Regions from separate parts of the Ovis aries genome. Here region 1 is linked to region 2. A link is a contact called in public Hi-C data. All regions are on one chromosome and are shown on one strand. Each heading gives the region's core, a stretch centred on a gene start, on an enhancer-like site or on the middle of the called end of the contact. The rest is flanking DNA. Distances are from core to core; before and after follow the strand shown.

Region 1 (4,843 bases), core at 313-2,812, 160 kb after region 2:
CACTGACCTGTGTGAGATGTTTGTAAGTCAGCTGTCTTCCTCTTTTTACAAAACATTTATTATATATTTGAATTTGGTGGCACCACTCAGCATGTAGGGCTCCTATGCCCCCTGACAAGGAATGAACCTATGCCCCGTGCCTCAGTGGAAGCACAGAGTTCTAACTGCTGGACTGCCAGAGAACTCCCAGGTCAACTCTCTTCTGAATCAGACACCTGGGTTCAAAGATCAGATCCACAAACCATGTGACCTTGGGCAATTATTTAACCTCACAAGTTTCCATTTCTTCATAACCACTCAGTGGCAGCATAAAGATGAATGGTAATACATTAAAAATCCTCAGCTCAAAGTAGATGTTCACTAAATGAGCTCTGTTATTAAAAGGCCAGGAGTGGTTGGATGCAGGCATTAGCAATATCTGGAAGACAGCAGCATCAAGGAGAGTTTTCACATCAGTGACAGGGACATTGTTATTTGAAGGGGGCATCATGGCACACTCCTCAGTGTGTGTGTGTTTGAAATAGATTTCTAGGAATGGAAAGCAGGTGGCAAGGCTGCAGCATAGATACCCGGGGGGTGGTACCTGCAGGCGTGCACAGTTGAGGCCTGCTGAGCTGCCCCACAGGGGAAGAGGATGGGCCTTTGCAGGCAGGAGGGCAGGATGCTGGGGAAGCATTCAGACCCCGGTTGAACAGTCACCAAGGCCTGCGTGCTTTCATCTGCAGTCGCTTGCCATCTGTCTGAGGCGAGAATCAATATCAGGTGACAGATCAGTCATCGCCCAGAGACTGGCTGTAAATCCGGCACCCATTCTTTTCTTTCTAACCACTTGAAAGAAACTTCCCCGCACATCCTTTCCCTGAAACTCGGAGCTTCACCACTGGACTTGGAGTTGTGTTGGTGCTTAGTCGCTAAGTCTCTCTGCGACCCCATGGACTGTAGGCCACCAGGCCCCTCTGTCTTTGGGATTCTCCAGGCAAGAATACTGGAGGGGGATCTTCTCGACCTAGGGATCAAACCTGAGTCTCCTGCACAGGCAGGCGGACTCTTTACCACTGAGCCACCAGAAGAGCCCACTGGATTTGGAGAGGTCCTTGGAAAGACCCGAAACAAACTTCTATGTTTTAGGCATTGTCGTCTTGAGGGGAATTAAAGATAGATGTGTTCTGTTCCATTCTGCTTCAGTCACATCAGCACTCATCACGTCTTCGCTTTTTTCCCATCTGTTCGTTAGTATTCATGAGTTTTAGAGAAACAGCCCATCCCACAAGGTCTGTGTTTGCCTCTGCACATGTCCACGGGGCCTGCGGTGTATACCCAGCGGCACCCATTAGCCTTCCATCCATTATGTCCATTTGCTTGCTACAAACTTGCTCTTAAAACCTCTCCTCCTCCTTCCCTCAGCTCAGACACAATCACTCCTTTTAGTCAGAAAGAACATTAAAGAACAGCCTGTCCGACCAGCTCTCTTGGGGGCTGTGAATCGGCCTCTCTTAGGGAGTACCAGGGCTGGGCCTGGGTGTCCTGCTCGGACTCCCTCAGACTGGGCCCCAGGGCTTCAGATCCTGGCTTCTCCCCAGGGTGCTGACGTGAGCATCCGTGTTCCAGGCTCCTGCCCTACTGCCAGCTCCCAGCCTGCCTGGAACACTGGAAATGGGGAGCGAGAGTCAAATGAGCCAGTAAAGTTGGCATAAAGTGAAGTCTTTCTGGAGCTTTGGATTGATTAGAGCAGGGAATTTGAGGGACCCACCCCCACCCCCCACCCCCCGCCCCCACGTCCGCAACAGCATTCTGTATAGACTAAATCTTTTGTAAGCAACTGATTTACTTTCCTGCTGAAGGTCAGCCTCAGGCAGAATTGGGAAATAGCCAGCTTGATAGGATGCAATGATTTTCAATGCTTTTTGTTTCTCCCTTTTAAAACCGTAGGACTCTTACTTCACCTAGAAGCATCAGAGGAAGCCCAATATGGAAAACACTTAAGTGGTTCAAGTGGGGCTGGGAAGCCCAGGGACTGCCCATCCCTGGCACAGGCAGTGTCTCCTTACGCGCCACCCGCCCCCACCCTCACTCACTATGAGGAGCTGGAGGCGCGCCATTTGGAAGCCACCGTTGCCGTGAAAAGCCCACACGGGGGGCTCAGGCAACTTTGTGTTAGTCACTACAGCACACTGTTAAGCCCTGAACCTGACTTTCTGTTTGCGATTTGAGGATAGAATGTCAGACTGAAAGATTCTGTGTAGAAGCACATATGTCTGGTTCATAGCAGACCCTGCTAAACATTGATGCCCACCTCTCGTTTAATCTCCTTTTCTCTTCCCCACTTTCTATGCCTTTGCCCTGAGGTGTCCTCTCCCCATTCAGAAACCTGGGGATCTCTGGCACCAGCCATCTTCAGACGTGCTCAGCTCTCCAGGAAAAGCGTGAGTCACTAGTGTTCAGGGTCAGTGCAGGTCAGCTCTGTTGTCCCCAAGAGTATCTTCATGCCTAGGTTCCAGCAGAAGAGTGCCACCCCCTCTGATTAGCAGGTCGTCTGCAGCTGGCCTGAACCATTGACACCCAGGGGACTTGTACTGAGGGACTTGGTAAAACATTACTATCCTCCGACCAGCCGACTGAACTTCTGTCCCTGGTTGAGTAATCCTCTAGGCATTTATATAACCGTACAGTATACCCAGTCTGTGAAATCCTCATGTTCTCTGAAGTTGCATTTTGAAAACAGCTGGGTTTATAGGAAAAACAAGGTTAGGAGCAGATCACCCCAAACCTATTTGACCTTGTAACCAAGAAGTTAACAAAAGCTATAGCAATACTGAAAAAAGAAAGAAAAAAAATCACTCTAGTATAGGAGTTTAACCTTTGGAAAAAAGTTGAAGGTGGCTTTATGGAAAGGGTTTTAGAAAAAAGGATAAACGTTGAATTTTGTAGACAAAGATAAAATGCACTAACATCATAGAAAACAATAAAAAGAAAAGTATTTCCATGACAGATCGCATGTCAGTTTGAGTCCAGGAGAACCTGAGCGCCATTAGCTCCATGGATGGATACAGTCTGCTGTGTTTGAGCATGTTTTGTTGGGCTGTTCCTTGGTTCTGCAAAATATTAATGTTCTTGGAAAATTACATGTGAACTAACACTAACTCTATTGTGCTGACACAATTTCACTGTTTGCCAGTTGTGTATGAGCTGTTCTATATCACAGTGAGACATTCTGTATCAGGCTAACTGTTTCTAGATGTCAGTAGCCTAAACACAGGACTCAGGTGGACATGAGTGAGTCCTCAAAAAACTTACGGTCTTGTGTGAAATTTGGGAATGATGGCTGTGGTATGAGGCACCACATAAATCTCATAAAACAGAGTAATTAAAAGATTGTACAAAGAAAGAAAGGAAATCATATGTGTGGCTGTGCAGGTTAGGAGGCAAAAACTTTTAGATGGAGTTGGTGAAATTTCTATAGGCAAGGATGTTGTCATTGTTCAGTTGCTAGTTCATGTTCGACTCTTTGCAACCCCATGGACTGCAGCACGCCAGGTTTCCCTGTCCTTCACTATCTCTTGGAGTTTGCTCAAACTCGTGTCCATTGAGTTGGTGATGCCATCCAGCTGTCTTATCCTCTGTTGCTCCTTTCTCCTCCTGCCCAGCATTAGGGTCTTCTCCAGTGAGTCGGCTCTTTGCATCAAGTGGCCAAAGTATTGGAGCTTCAGCATCAGTCCTGCCAATGAATATTCAGGGTTGATTTCCATTAAGATTGACTGGTTTGATTGCCTTGCTATCCAAGGGACTCTCAAGAGTCTTCTCCAGCACTCAGTTTGAAAGCATCAACTCTTTGGTGCTCAGCCTTCTTTATGGTCCAGCTCTTACATGCCTACATGACTACTGGAAAAACCATAGCTTTGACTGTATGGATCCAAGGCAAGGACGGCAGGCCCTAAAGAGAGAATGAATAAAGGGTTGGGAGCTGGAAAACAAGGAAATATTAGGGGAGAAGTAGAGTTTGAGGGATCCACTTTGGGACTGGAGCCACTGAGCATAAGAGAGAAGTAGGATGCAGGTTGGCCTCAGAATGTGGAGGGCCTTGGCTGCAGGGATGGTGGTCACCCTCTAGGGTTCTGAGCATGTGAGTGGTCAGAGCTACCCTGGAAGGAGCTCCTTTAGGCTGCATATGCTGAGAGATGATGGAGACGAGTGGAGTGCATTTAAGAGGTGTTACCGTTGTCCTTGTGAGGGACAGGAGAGCCTAAGCTCGTGGGATGTGAGGGGAGAGGATGATACAGCAGACATTTTAGAGCCAGAATCTTAAGCATTTGTCAACCGAATGGATGGCATAGGGCTCTGCTGGTCTAATGATGACAACTGTACTGTTTGCAGTAATGATAGCCAATATGGAGCTTGGTTTTGGAATGTTTGAGAGCTCATGCTGAGAGCAAGCAGGGCTGTGGCACCCTTAGCTTCTAGGACTGATCTGTACTGAAGTGTGGGCAATGCTTATATGTGGCCCTCAGGTTACTGCTGGTAGATCCATGCGGACAGAATAAAAGAGCTTGCCCTCAGCTCTGGGAGGGGAGATGCTGTTCCCTAGATTGAGACCTACCTACCTGCTCCCAGCCCCAGTCCCTGCTCAAGTTCTCATCTAGGACCATAGCATTTTTACATTCAAAAGGACCTTAGAAATCATCTTCTCTCTCTATACCTTTTGTTGGATGGTAAAGTATGACCCAGAAAGGTCAAGTGTGTGTCCAGGGTAAGTCAGAGGCAGAACCCAGACTAAAACCTAGTACTTTCCAATCTTTCAAAGAAATCTTTAAAGTAATGGCTGTGTAGTAGAGTTCTCCAAGAAACA
Region 2 (5,353 bases), core at 2,406-4,905:
AGCCATGAAATGAAAAGACGCTTGCTCCTTGAAAGAAAAGCTATGACAAATTTGGACAGCATATTAACAAGCAGAGACATTACTTTGCCAAAAAAGGTCCATATAGTCAAAGCTATGGTTTTTCCAGTAGTCATGTATGGATGTGAGAGTTGAACCATAAAGAAGACTGAGCACCAAAGAATTGATGCTTTTGAACTGTGGTGCTGGAGAAGACTCTTGAGAGTCCCTTGGCTTGCAAGGAGATCCAACCAGTCAATCCTAAAGGAAATCAGCCCTGAATATTCATTGGAAGGACTGATGCTGAAGCTGAAACTCCAATCCTTTGGCCACCTGAGGCAAACAGCTGACTCATTATAAAGATCCTGATCCTGGAAAAGACAGAAGGCAGGAGGAGAAGGGGGCGACAAAGGACGAAATGGTTGGATGGATCACCAACTCAATGGACATGAGTTTGAGCAAGCCCCCGGAGGTGGTGATGGAGTGGGAAGCCTGGCATGCTGCAGTTCATGGGATCACAAAGAGTTGGACATGACTGAGCGACTGAAAAACAACAACAATTATCTGGCTCTAGTTTCATATCATTTGATCAATTGGACGGAACTTAGATAATCTCATGCTCATTCACGTATTCAATGTTTGAGCCCATTTAAGATGATACAAACCCCAAAATACTAATGTCAGAAATCCTATGCATATCCATTTAAGAAAAGAAAATGGCTTGCTGCATGCTCATCTACAGCACTAAGACAAAGTCAGGGCTGAGAACCAACTAACTCAGTAGGAGCAACATTTGTTGTTGCTGGTGGAATATCAAACTTGTGGTAGAAATTCAATAGCCAAGGAACTATTTCTTGCAAGCCATGATCTTTCCTTGGCTGAAGAAATACACTGAAGCACTGGGGTTTATCTGACACTCAGGGAAACTCATGTGAAAGGAATAATAGAGCTAAGGGTTGCATTACAAAGTAGCAAAAACCAATCCCTGATTTGAGCTGCAGGAGGTCTATCCAGGGCACATCTATATATGTGATAAATTGCACCCCTTCTCTCAGTGAGAAATTAGGCTCAAATTCATTGCATTAATTTCATTGATTTACAGTCTGGGCAAGGTAATTGTCATGGGGTTGAATGGAAAACCATAGTGATATTGCATGTTCATTGACAGGCTTCTGATAGACCTAGGAGCAGTTTTCCCCCCAGGCCATATCTTTTATAGCCAACCTCAGCCTTTTCACCAGAGTTTAGGAATTCAAGATATATTCAATGGTTACCCACATTCATTCTCTTTCCCCAGCACAATTTTTCACACTTTCTTAAAACTTCTCTAAGCATCATCCAACTTAGGAGAATATATTTAAGTGGCAGGGAACTCATGACTCTTGTCAATAGCTTTTGTTTTTTGGATGGCTTCAAAAGTCAGAAAGTTCTTAAGAAGCCCAAGTCCAAAATCTGTCTCCTACCTAGGTTCCAAAAGTTTACCTTAAGTTATAAACTCTGAGCCTGCCTCATCACACATTATGAATACTTGATAAATATTAAGTATGTTAATGGAGCTTCCCAGGTAGCTCAGTGGTAAAGAATACACCTGCAATGCAGGAGCTACAGGAGACCCAGGTTCCATCCTCAGAAGATCCCCTGGAGAAGGAAATGGCAACTCCCTCCAGTATTTTTGCCTGGAGAATCCCGTGACCCTGGTGGGCTGCAGTTCATACAGTCGCAAAGGATCGGACATGACTGAAACGACTTAGCATGCAAGTATATTAATACTAATATTCATATAAATACTAAATCTGACATGAGTATCATCCTGAAGTAGTTCACTAGAGCGTATTAAGGTCATGGATGTTGAGAGCTGAGGTGAAGTGTAACCTGGGTTAAATTATTCTGTAAGCCTCAATTTCTTCACCCATAAAATGTGTAAAGAATAGCTACTCCCTTACAGTGTTGAGAAAACTAAATGGTATCAGAAAGCCATACACTCAGTTCAGTGGTGACATTAAGCTCTCAAAGTATTTAGTTATTATTAATATTACCATCAATAATTATTTCTGCCAATTCTCTCTTTGACTGAAAAACTATCAGGCACATCCGCTAAAAGGAGATGGACAGAAATCATCTGTTGGGAGAGTTAACAATAGAAAACCTCCAGTTGGCAGGGGCTCTATTTTAGTCTGGCTCCTGAACTCTTGTGTATAACATAGTGTTCTTCTACATTCTTTGGGACACTGGGCCTATTTCACTTTTGTTTGTGCACATGGCTATCATAACCTATGACTTCTACCAGTCAGTGGTCATAGAGTTGAAAAGGTCTTGAAGATTAAGTCTCTTCTCTATAGCTTATCTATATTGAAGCTAAGACTTAAACAGAATAATATGATCAAGGTCATCTGGATTTTTATTAGGACTAGAACCAAAAAAAAGAAAAGATTTCTGACCCCCAAGTTAGGATTCCTTAGTTACAGAGAAGTACATAAAGACACAACATCTTTGCCATTTCTGCACTCTGCTCTGTGAGGATGTCTAGAGCTTAAATGAATTGGGCCTCTTTGAATGCAGCCAAAAGAAAACCGATTCAAACTAATTAAGGTAAATGAAAATTATTAGGAAGACTGGCAAACGAATTTCAGAACTTAAGGCAGTGTTGACTTTGGAAAATGAAGAAACTTCTGGGGTTCATGGACATTCTATCCAGAGTACTGCCACTAATGCAATGTGATTGCAATGATGGCCAGTCTCTATCTTTATTGCCTTAGCTTTAAATGAGACCGAGAGACATACAGACAGAGAGAGAATAGATGGGCCCAGCTTGGGTCCAGTGTCCACCCGTGGACCAATTTGTGAGAGATGGAAGGTTCCCTGCTTTGTGTAACTCCACTTGAGACCTCTTCCCCTGGGCATGAGGGGCTCTAAATAAAGAATCTAGAGCTACTGTGAGCAGAACAGCTGTCCCAAGAAGCTCATATTACTTTCCACTATGTGGCTTTTTCAGCAGATTGTGAGTTTCTGTTAGCCAAGGACTGTCATTTTCACTTTTATCCAGTATTTTCAAACACCTTCCTAGCCTTTTGTGTAGTATGTACCCAATAAACATTCCTGGACTTGAATGTATTAGATCTGCCATTTCTCCTTGACCCAGGCATACCAACCCAAGCTGAGAACAAATGGGATCCAAACAACAAAAAAGAGATCTTTTTGGCCACTTGGAAAACACACATCACACTCAAGTAATGCAACCTGGCTCATACGTAAGTAGCACATACATCTTGGCTCCAAGGAAAGCTGTCCTAATTGTGCTTCTCTTTCCAGCTTCCTGGAAAGATAGGGCCCTTCTTCCCCAGGCAACCTTTCTCTTGGTAATGTCTCCTCCTGACAGCCTGGCACTGGCCCCCAGCTCTGTCTTCTGTAGTGAAAACGGAGCCCTGCTGTGCTCGGGTCATTAGGACTCTCATCTTCCCTCCTCATACGACAGACGTCAGGAGGACATGTTCTCGCCTCCTGAGAGAAAGCCCCAATTAAATATGTTCATCAAAGCTCTGTGATTCTCTGGCTTTCTTCAAATACATGACAAAAACGAATCACTTTCTGCTGACCTGACGCTTGGCCAGGGAGCACTTGGCCCTGGCCAAGGTGTGGGCTGCCTGCCAGAACCTTGTGGGAGGTACCAGGAGATTTTCACTGTCAAATGCCAGACTTTCAGTGCTGCCCCTCCAGCTGGTTATCAGACACTGGCAACTGCATAAAGAACCCAGAACAGAATATCACAGTTTACCCAGAATCAGAAGATTGGTAACAAATTAAGGTGAAATTGAGTTCAAATCTGCCCCTTTCCAGCTGCTAACTGGCCACATTAACCATGCCTGTCTCTTTAAGTATAGGCCGTAATGCAGTGCGGTGGGGAGGAGGCATAAGACGGGGGATCAGAGCCCCTCAGCTGGCCCACATGCGCTGTCACTAACTAGTTTCCTAATCTTTCAGCTTCAAGCGCCTGGTGTAAAAAAAAATGTGGTGTATTTGTGTAGCTGATTCACTTCTTATACAGCAGAAACTAACACAACTTTGTAAAACAATTATACCCCAATTTTTTTTTTTTTTTAAAAGAAGATATTGCTAAGACCTTGCAGTTCACAAGCTTCATTTTAAGGTATGGTCCCAACAAATTTTACTACATTGACACAGCCACCATTATTAGCCAATATTTGGAAAGTATTTACTCTTTTTCAGACACTCTGTACTTATACACTGTGGATAAATTCAGTTAACCCTTTGAAAGAATTTAGTAATATTATTCACCCTATTTTACAGATATTTTATAGAAACTTGGATTTAAAGAGTGAGATAACTTGGCCAAGGTTGCATCAGCCAGTCAGGGACAGAGCTTCAGAACTCAAGCTTCTCACACCTGTGGTACCCCAATAATGTCTCAGGTACCAAAACCAATATGGCCACCCTTAGCTTCCTTCTTGGCCTGCTCTGCCTCAAACACTTGTTTTCTCATCCTATATACATAATTTCATCTCCATCAATTTGGTTCACTGTTTCTGAACTCACTGACCATTTCTGAAGACTTAATCCCATTTAAAAATAAACCTATCTCTGCCTTCTAAAAACCACCAAGATAGAGCTAGTCTGTATTTGCTCTGATCTCCATAAACTCACCCACCTATAATTTTCACTGGCAAAGATTGTGTTGCCTCATTAAGTCATTACTTTTAATGTTATCGTTTATCTCTTGATCATCTTTTGCTCTTTATGCCCTATCTCACCAGTCAGATTGAATACCTTGAGGATGAACACATGGATCATATTTCTTTGATCTACTCTTAGCTGCTGGCATGATGCCTTGCAATGTTAACTGGGCTTGGTGTAGCTTCTCTTTCAGCTTCTACTACGCTCCTCATTAGTCAGTGTCTATATGGCTATAGGCATCCTCTTTGGAAACTATGGTATTAGAATTGTCAGCCAGGTCTTGATGACTTTCATTGTGCATGTAAGACTGGGAAAGGGCACCCTGACCTACGCCCATGCCAGCTGAGCTGTGTTACTTGTGCCAGAGCCTCACCATGTCTGTATAGCTCTGTGTGTATGATGGGATCCGAGCAAGCTTTTCTGATGATGCCAGCCAAGAAAAAACAGCTGGCAAATGTAAAAAAGATGGTACCAGGTGCATGGCCCACTTAGATCAGCCTTCTGTGCCAGCTTCACATTTTGTATCAAGGCCTATGATGAGAGTCAGAGTGACTATATCTTCTCTCCTCTCCAGAAGCTGGTCTGTGGCTGCCAGGTTCATAATGGTCATCTGTTGGGTTGTCTACAACACCTGCAACTCAGACAACAAAATCCAGAGGTTGCCAAG

The links. A called contact is a pair of places that touch in the nucleus more often than the background predicts.
Region 1: a Hi-C map of liver shows a contact between it and region 2, with 8 times the contacts expected there. The contact joins two enhancer-like sites. A contact is called at or near these places in 2 of 16 Hi-C or Micro-C datasets (blood and liver).

The regions. Positions count from the first base shown.
Region 1 is chr1:195,408,394-195,413,236 of ARS-UI_Ramb_v3.0, forward strand. All of the region lies in intron 1 of MB21D2 (Mab-21 domain containing 2), which reads left to right. Among named protein-coding and RNA genes, the nearest start is that of MB21D2, 94 kb to the left of the region's middle. Within about 2 kb of position 1,563, at least 18 of the 54 cell types and tissues checked have an H3K27ac peak or open chromatin away from gene starts, as enhancers often do. A contact at or near this core is called in liver, where this site is marked.
Region 2 is chr1:195,249,181-195,254,533 of ARS-UI_Ramb_v3.0, forward strand. No RefSeq gene overlaps it. Among named protein-coding and RNA genes, the nearest start is that of MB21D2, 65 kb to the right of the region's middle. Within about 2 kb of position 3,656, at least 1 of the 54 cell types and tissues checked has an H3K27ac peak or open chromatin away from gene starts, as enhancers often do. A contact at or near this core is called in liver, where this site is marked.